Linked DNA regions of Gossypium hirsutum: region 1 is linked to region 2. A link is a contact called in public Hi-C data. All regions are on one chromosome and are shown on one strand. The core of a region is the stretch at or near the end of the contact, and the rest is flanking DNA. Distances in the headings are between cores, read along the strand shown.

What was found. Hi-C and Micro-C count contacts between places; a contact is called where the count stands out from the background.
Region 1: a Hi-C map of leaf shows a contact between it and region 2, with 2.3 times the contacts expected there. The contact joins the promoter of LOC107899272 here to the promoter of LOC107948346 in region 2. A contact is called at or near these places in 2 of 34 Hi-C or Micro-C datasets (both in leaf).

What each region holds. Positions count from the first base shown.
Region 1 is chrA04:69,971,036-69,974,989 of Gossypium_hirsutum_v2.1, reverse strand. It overlaps LOC107899272 (UDP-glucuronic acid decarboxylase 1), which reads right to left and starts at 1,664. Exons shown (of 7, transcript XM_016824942.2): 1 at 769-1,664; 2 at 505-652; 3 at 324-403. The coding sequence starts at 1,428.
Region 2 is chrA04:69,731,291-69,735,187 of Gossypium_hirsutum_v2.1, reverse strand. It overlaps LOC107948346 (E3 ubiquitin-protein ligase SGR9, amyloplastic), which reads left to right and starts at 1,621. Exons shown (of 1, transcript XM_016882855.2): 1 at 1,621-3,089. The coding sequence starts at 1,892. The coding sequence ends at 2,728.

The sequences.
Region 1 (3,954 bases), core at 415-2,914, 240 kb before region 2:
CTGGTTAAGGAAGCAGAAGCACAAATAAGCCACTACTTGGATCTATAAACCGACTAACCTATCACAATTCTCACCCACATTAAGCATAAAAGGTTATAATACTTACTCCTAAGTAATCTCTACATAATGCTTGAGAATAAATGCATGCTAAACAGTACTTACAAAGATTCCAGGATGTGGGTAAAAGATATTAGAACATGATAGCTATAAATATTAGAAGAAGATCATTTCTAGAGAGGTGCTCGATACCCTGTTATATGTATTGTACATAAATCAAGCATGCCAACAGTATTCAACCTACAAGTAAATCAAGAAAACCATACCTCGACACCGGCACCTCGATGATAATCCATAGCTAAGGTTTCAGCTGTCCTTTTCCCTTCATCATAGCAACTCCTCTCGCCTAACCAGATTAAGCCAAACAATAACATTAGACGACATGAACAGAAAAACAAGCAACCAAAACAAATAATTGTTGTACGCTTGTAGCACTAGCTACTTTACCAATTGGATTGACATTTCCCCAATAGGTCTCTTTCTGTGGATGCTGAAGCGGATCGCCATAAACCTCACTCGTGCTTGTCAGCAAAAACCTAGCCCCAACTCTCTTTGCAAGCCCCAACATATTAAGAGTACCCATCACATTTGTCTTGTAAATTCACTAAGTCAAAGGATCTCAAATTGACATAAACATGACAGAAACAGCATTAAAATCCAGAAAAATAAATATGGTAAACCGAAATTGGCATAAACAATGGCAAAGGATATGATAGTCTTGACAGGATTGTATTTATAATGAACGGGAGACGCAGGGCAAGCTAAATGATAGATCTGATCCACTTCTAAGAGAATTGGCTCAACCACGTCGTGTCGAATGAGTTCGAACATGGGATTCCCGAAAAGATGAACCAAATTGTCTTTCCTCCCAGTGAAGAAATTATCAAGAACAATCACCTCATCGCCTCTAGCAATTAGCTTATCAACAAGATGACTGCCAACGAACCCAGCCCCTCCCGTGACCACGACCCTCATTCTCCGCCGTCCAATCCCAACAGGTACCCGCCCCACCTTTCCATAAACGGCCCTGTTCGTACCGGATGAAAAGGAAGCCGAGGAGTCGTGGTTATCGGAAACAACAGAGACGTCGGAGGAGACGATGTTGTCCTTGGAGAAAGATCTGCGTATAGGGGAACGGGCATCGGTGGGACCCAAACGAGACAAACTGGGTTGTAGGATGAAAAAGGTGGAACCAATCAAAATGCCGATGAGGATAAAAAGAAGGCGTTGTTCTTTGAAGAGATAGTTAATGGATCTAGGGATAGATTTGGGGTGTTTTAAGGATTTGGGTGAATAAGGAGGCGTTTGTGTTGATGGGGTCTCCTCATCCCGCCTATGGTTCATGCTAGATTGCTTGTGCAACTGTTTCATGGCTTTTTTATTTCTTGGTTTTCTTGTTCTTTCTAGAAGGGGAGAAATGAAGGAGCCTTTAGAATAATTTGTTTGTCCTTTTGGATTTTTTCATTTAATGGAGAGGTTGAAAACGAATGTAGAAGGTGGAAGGCTGGAAGACGTTTCAATGATTCACTGGTTTTTAGCACCAAACGTAAATGGAGAGGGACGAGAGAGCTTGAGAAGGAATGAAGATAGAGTGAGAGAGAGGGGGTGGGGGGGGGGGGGGGGAGGGATGGGTCGTTTTGCTTAAAAGGGAACGTAATCATATGATCCAAATTTTACTCATTTTATTTGTGGACGTACGCAGACTCACCGAATCCATCAGCCATCACCCAGGCCTACCCCAAATGCGTATTGCACCATTGGGCTGCAAACCCGATGCCTAAGTGAAGTAATCCCCGCCCCATTTCATGGCTCCAATTAAATGTTATTTTCTTGGTGTAAGTGGAAAACTATTGATTAAAATTTTGAAAAAAATTATATTAACATGTTTAATTTAAGGGTAAATTCTTTAATTGATCACCTAATTTTTAAGATGTTTTTAATTTGGTCACACACAAAAATTCTTACAATTTGGTCATTGTTATTAGAGAAAATTTTTATTTTACACATAATCATGCACACCACATCATCACTTTTTACTTTTGTTTTTTTTAACCTCCATTACTCATCATCTTCTTCCCCTTCATGCCATCCCCTACGTCCATCATTCCTCCTTTTTTTTTTCTTCCTTATGTTAGCATAACTAATAAAAGTTAGTTAGTCTGTTAGTAGTTCCACTGTTAATAACGAGTTAACTGTTAGTTTGTTAGTAGTTAACTTGCATGGTTAGCATGCTTATTCTAGTATATAATAGCATGTATCTACTCTGTTCATGAATCCAGTAATAAGATGATATTCTCTTGATTGTATTCTTTACTTAGCTTAACATGGTATCAAGAGCCAGTTGATCTCAAGAATTTTTTTTTCTCTTTTCTCCTTCGTTTATCCATGTCGCAGTCCGTCAGCTGCTCATTCTGCTACACCGGCCATGACATCTAGTCTTACAGATGGTGTTGTCGATAGCCGATTTTTTGCTACCAAGAAAATAAGCGTACTTCTTGATGATACTAACTACTTACTATGGCGCCAACAGGTTCTTTTGGCCGTCAAGACATACAAGCTTCAACGGTTCTTGGACACTGGTACGGTTCCTCCTTCTTCGCTAATTCCTTATGCTGATGGTGTGTTTCATGAGAACTTAGAGTTTGCTCGATTTGAGCAGCAGGACAGTACTCTTGCTTCTTGGCTTCTGTCCTTTGTAAGTCCAACTGTTCTTCCTCATCTTATTGGTATGGACACTAGTGCCCAAATCTGGAATGCCATTGTTGCTCTATATGGCAGTAAAACTACGTCTAGGTTAATGTTTTATAGGCGTGCCTTGCACTCTCAACGCAAGGGTAATCTGTCTATGAGAGAGTTCTTGGTCAAGATTAAGGGGTTTTGTGCTAATCTTGCAAGTTGCGGAGAAGTCATCAGTGACCATGAGCATGTCACAGCTATACTCGATGGTCTGCCACCTGAATATGAGTCTGTTGTTACGATCATCACAGCCAGCCCAGTTCCTTACAACGCTCAGGGGGTGACTACAATGCTTCTTGATGCTGAAGCCCAATTGCAAGATCTTGTGTCTGAGATTCCTAGTTCGGCTAATGTGGTGACGCATCAACCTTCAAGTGTTCCTGAACCTACACCGACTTATCGCCCCTCCTCCAATACTCGGGGTCGTGGACGTGCACGTTCTTCAAACTCTCAGTTTCAATGTCAGTTGTGTGGCAAGCAAGGGCATCTTGTGGACCGATGCTACTATAGGCTTGATGTGTCCTATAAGAGTACAGGTTACAAACTTCCACTTTTTCACAAGCAAATATATGTATGTATGGCACTGGCTCATCTATGGTCCCTTAGGCATCGTCCCCTGTGCCATCCACCAATGTTGCCTCTTCAACTCCATCAGGTTGGTATTTCCACCTGTTCCTAACTGGCCTCATCCGTTTCTTGCAAACTCTTCACCACCTGTTAGTACAACTCCTCTTGCAACTATGCCCCCTTAGGCCCTCATTGCAACTCTTGAGACAGTCGATGATACGTGGTATCCAGATTCTGGGGCAACCCATCATCTCACTCACTCAACTTCCTCAATAGGTGAAAACACTACTTACAATGGCCTAGGTAAAGTGTATGTCGGTAATGGCAATGCACTCCCTGTTTTATCTACTGATCAGTCTTCTTTACTCACTCGTACACGGCTGTTATACATGAGATCTTTGCTATTTGTTCCTGGTATAACAAAGAATCTTTTGTCTGTATCCAAATTCACCAAAGACAATCAAGTGATCTTTGAGTTTCTTCCTCAACAGTGTCAAGTGCGTGATCTCAAGACTAGGGAGGTGCTTCTTTGAGGGTCTGTTCAGAATGGTCTCTACAAGCTACACTTACATGGCACCTACCCTAATGTATTGT
Region 2 (3,897 bases), core at 372-2,871:
TATCACCTTCTTTATGGGTGAGAAGAGGCCAAGAAATAATTTCTGGAAACGCTCAAGTGTGGACACAGGAGCCTATCGAGTGATGTTACTTTGGGAGTGGAAGGTCATAGTTGAAAGCTGGAGAAAGATGGTACATGGTTTGTAATAAACTAAATGGGATATTGCTGTATGTTGGTTTTGAAACCGTATGGGAAATACAAGTGTGTGGGTTTTAGACCCACCGCTGTAAGACTTTCAAACATGCCTGCTTACGTTAACGCAACTCTAGGTGATTTTTTATGCCATCACTTAACCACTAATAAAGCTTGAATGATCCCTTGATGATGGTTATGTGTGGCAATGAGTAGTATGTTGAGGACATTGGATCCTATTTTATGCTCATTTCTCTTTTAATTCCCAGCAGAATTTTGGTACACTAAATCTCGGCTAAAGTGAAGAGGCACTCCCCAATTAAAATCTTTTAAATTTGCTTTACACTTGCAAATTTTAACTTTTGCTACTTTAAGACAATCACAGTCCTTTAATTATCACAATCTTGCTAGAGGAAAACCCTCAACTTGCAGTTGAAGCATTCTATCATATTATACAAAATTTTGTTGACAATTAGTATTATATTGTATCATCTTTCCTTTGGTCCCTCCAGGGAATCTCAAGACTATTTTAAGAGTTTTTAGTAAGCAAATGGTAACATTGCTCCAATTTTCATCTAAGTGAATTTCTATGACATTTTCCCCCGAGGCATTGAAGAATGAGAAAATGGAGTCATTTCCCACGTAAGAACTGGATTAATTTCTTTGTTTGCAAGCTAAGATCAAGGTCGTAAAATTTAGTCCGATTGAACAGAAAATCAATAGATTTAGCGATTCAATCATATAAGAACCGACTAAAATAAAAACATTTTTTTTTTGCTAATTTTAGATTTTTTTAAAAAAGTATATTTCTTTTTATGAGTTTTTTTTTTGAGATGATTATATTAATTGATTCAATACCAAGAATCAAAGATCCAACCAATTTAACCATTAATTTGAGTTTTTCAATTATAATTGAAAAAAACCAACATTTAATAAAGTTGATTCATATAGTATACAGTTTGTTTCCTCTTATTCCAAAATTATGACCACTTTCATATAAAAAAGACGTTGGCTTGCAATAGACAATAGGATGGAGTTGAATGATATGGGATGGGTCAAGATTTTCTTTTTTTTCTTTTCTCATCAAAGTTGTAAGAGATAATGAAAAGAAATGGGGATGTCGATGATGTTTTAACAAGACATTAACTTTAGGACAAAAAACCCTACATTCTTAGCTATTCAAGCATCCCCTTTGGTACCAAACACACACATGCTTACCCAAACCAATTAATGTTCAATCAAATCTCCATCTATAGATCCCATTTTGTCCAATTTTCTTTGTAATTGGTATATTAATTATTGAGTCTCCTTCATTTTTTTTCTTCTCCTTAACATTCCTATCATTAAATTTCTCATAAATGTAATAAAATGAATTTGAGGATATGAAATCTTAAAATCTAGAAATTAGAGCAAGAATAGAGTTGAAATTGACTCTGATGCCTATATGGACTGACAACACATATTCAATTATTTGTGATAAATTTAGATGAATTAATATCATTATTATAATAATTAAAAAGATGTAACTACGTTTAAGGGTGTATTATTCACTGATTAATTTAGAAGTACAAATTATATAAATAATAATAATTAATAATAAATTATTATAAATTTTTTGGATTTAATAAAACTTCTTTTAATATAAAATTATTTATCCTATAAAAAAGGAAGTAATGGGCCAAAACTTTGACATAAAAGCCGCAGTAATCAAAACTCCCACGCATTTCTAAAGAGAAAGTTTCCAAAACACACGATCCCATATGATGATGGAAGAAGAGACGACAATTATGGCGGCAATCTCCACCCTCCGTCCTTCTCAGCTTTCAGATCTCAGCTACTCCATCTTCTCCCTCTCTTTCCACCACCGCCGCCGTCTTTGCCACCTCCTCTCCTCCCCTTGTCTCTTCTTTCTTACCCTCCACCGCCTCCACACTCTCTCACTCCCCCAAAAGACCCTTCTCATTGCCCGCCACCTCCTCTTTTCCCTCCACCACCTCACGCGTCACTTCCAGCCTCCACCACTGCGGCTGCCAAACCCTTCCACAGCTATAAACCAGCGCGACCTTGACGCCGTGCTCCTCCTACTGTTCCTGTGTGAAGCATACCATGATAACCCCCAAGCGCTCGAGAGACCTCACGATGAATGGCGCCTAGTGTTAACTAGTATATGCTCTAACACCACGTTAAAGATCACCGGCATCACCGGCATCTTCGACGGTGCTGCTTTGATCCCGTACATCGAAATGGTGACGAGGTGCAAAAGGCTTGTGGGGATAATGGGTTGTGATGGGAAGGAAGGGAAGGAGGTGGCGGCGTCACCGGCGGCGGTGGTGGCGTTGCCGGCGGTGGAGGTGAGAGGGGGTGGGATTGAGTGCGTGATATGCAAAGAGGAGATGAGAGAAGGGAGAGACGTGTGTAAGTTCCCCTGCCAGCATTTGTTCCATTGGATGTGCATATTGCCATGGGTGAAGAAGAGGAACACTTGCCCGTGCTGCAGGTTTCAGCTTCCCAGTGATGATATATTCGGAGAGATCCAACGGCTGTGGGGAATCCTGGTCAAGGCGAGTGGCAAAAGTGTTGATGATGAATGGACATGATTGTATATGAGTGGTAACATAGGGGATATTTGGACTTTGGAGTAATGGGGAATGGGGAGGTTTTTCATAGTGAAAGGCTGAGATGAATTGGGTGATGAAGATCACTTGTTTTAATGACAAGGACGCATGTGGTTGGGTTTATACTATCATACCCTCTTACTGATTTAATTCTGTATCTATCAATTAACAACTTTTGTTGTTCATTGATTGTACGGTTAGAAAGCATTCTGAACCTTGCTTTAACCTCCGAATATCAGGTCGCCAACTTAGAATTTTATTTTATTTTTGTCGGAATTAAATTATATATTGTTATCATATAAAAAATATAATTTTATTATTTTAATAGATTTTATTTTTATTATTTTTAAAGATAAAAAAAATATAATTTTATTATTATTAATTTAAAATTTTATAAATTATAAAAAGCTTCAATAAAAAATTTTCTATTTTAACATTGCAAATATACAATGGATTTTATACTCTTTCCAATTATTCTCAACTTATTAATTTACATACTCATTTTAATATTTCATCGTTCTAAAAATATTATAAAGGCCATTGTATTAAAAGTCAGATTATATTTTATTCATTAACTCAAGAAATAGGAAATTAATCATTGTCTGCTAGATAAAAGAGCAAACTTATCATTTTGTTAAAAGTTTCATCATTTTTTACTTTTAAAAATAAGTTATTATACGTCAATATGAGGTACTTGTGACATGCCACGTGTCAGTATCTAATTATTCTCTCAACTACGCTAACTTTTAATGGTACAAATGGATAAATTTTTTAATAAAAAGATCAATTTACTCTTTAATCTAATGTAGAATGAAACGTCAAAATGCAATTTGAATCCTTGTACTTTGACCTTATTTTGAATCTCATCTTGGGCTAAGATAGCTTGAAGATATAAAAAAAAAAAAACTAGTCCACTCAGGCATTAATTGCTGGGCTCATTGGGTAAGAATATGAGGGTTTACTAACCCTGCTTCAGTTGGGCCTCCTTTCCTTCAATGTCCATCACTGATTTCATTTAGCCACATTTTTTAATGATATGCTAACATAAAATAAAAGAAAGAGATGTCCAGGAGATACTTAAAGCTGTAGGATTTGGGTATTTATATCCATCACAGGGAAAAATATGTTGGTACAGATAATATATATATATA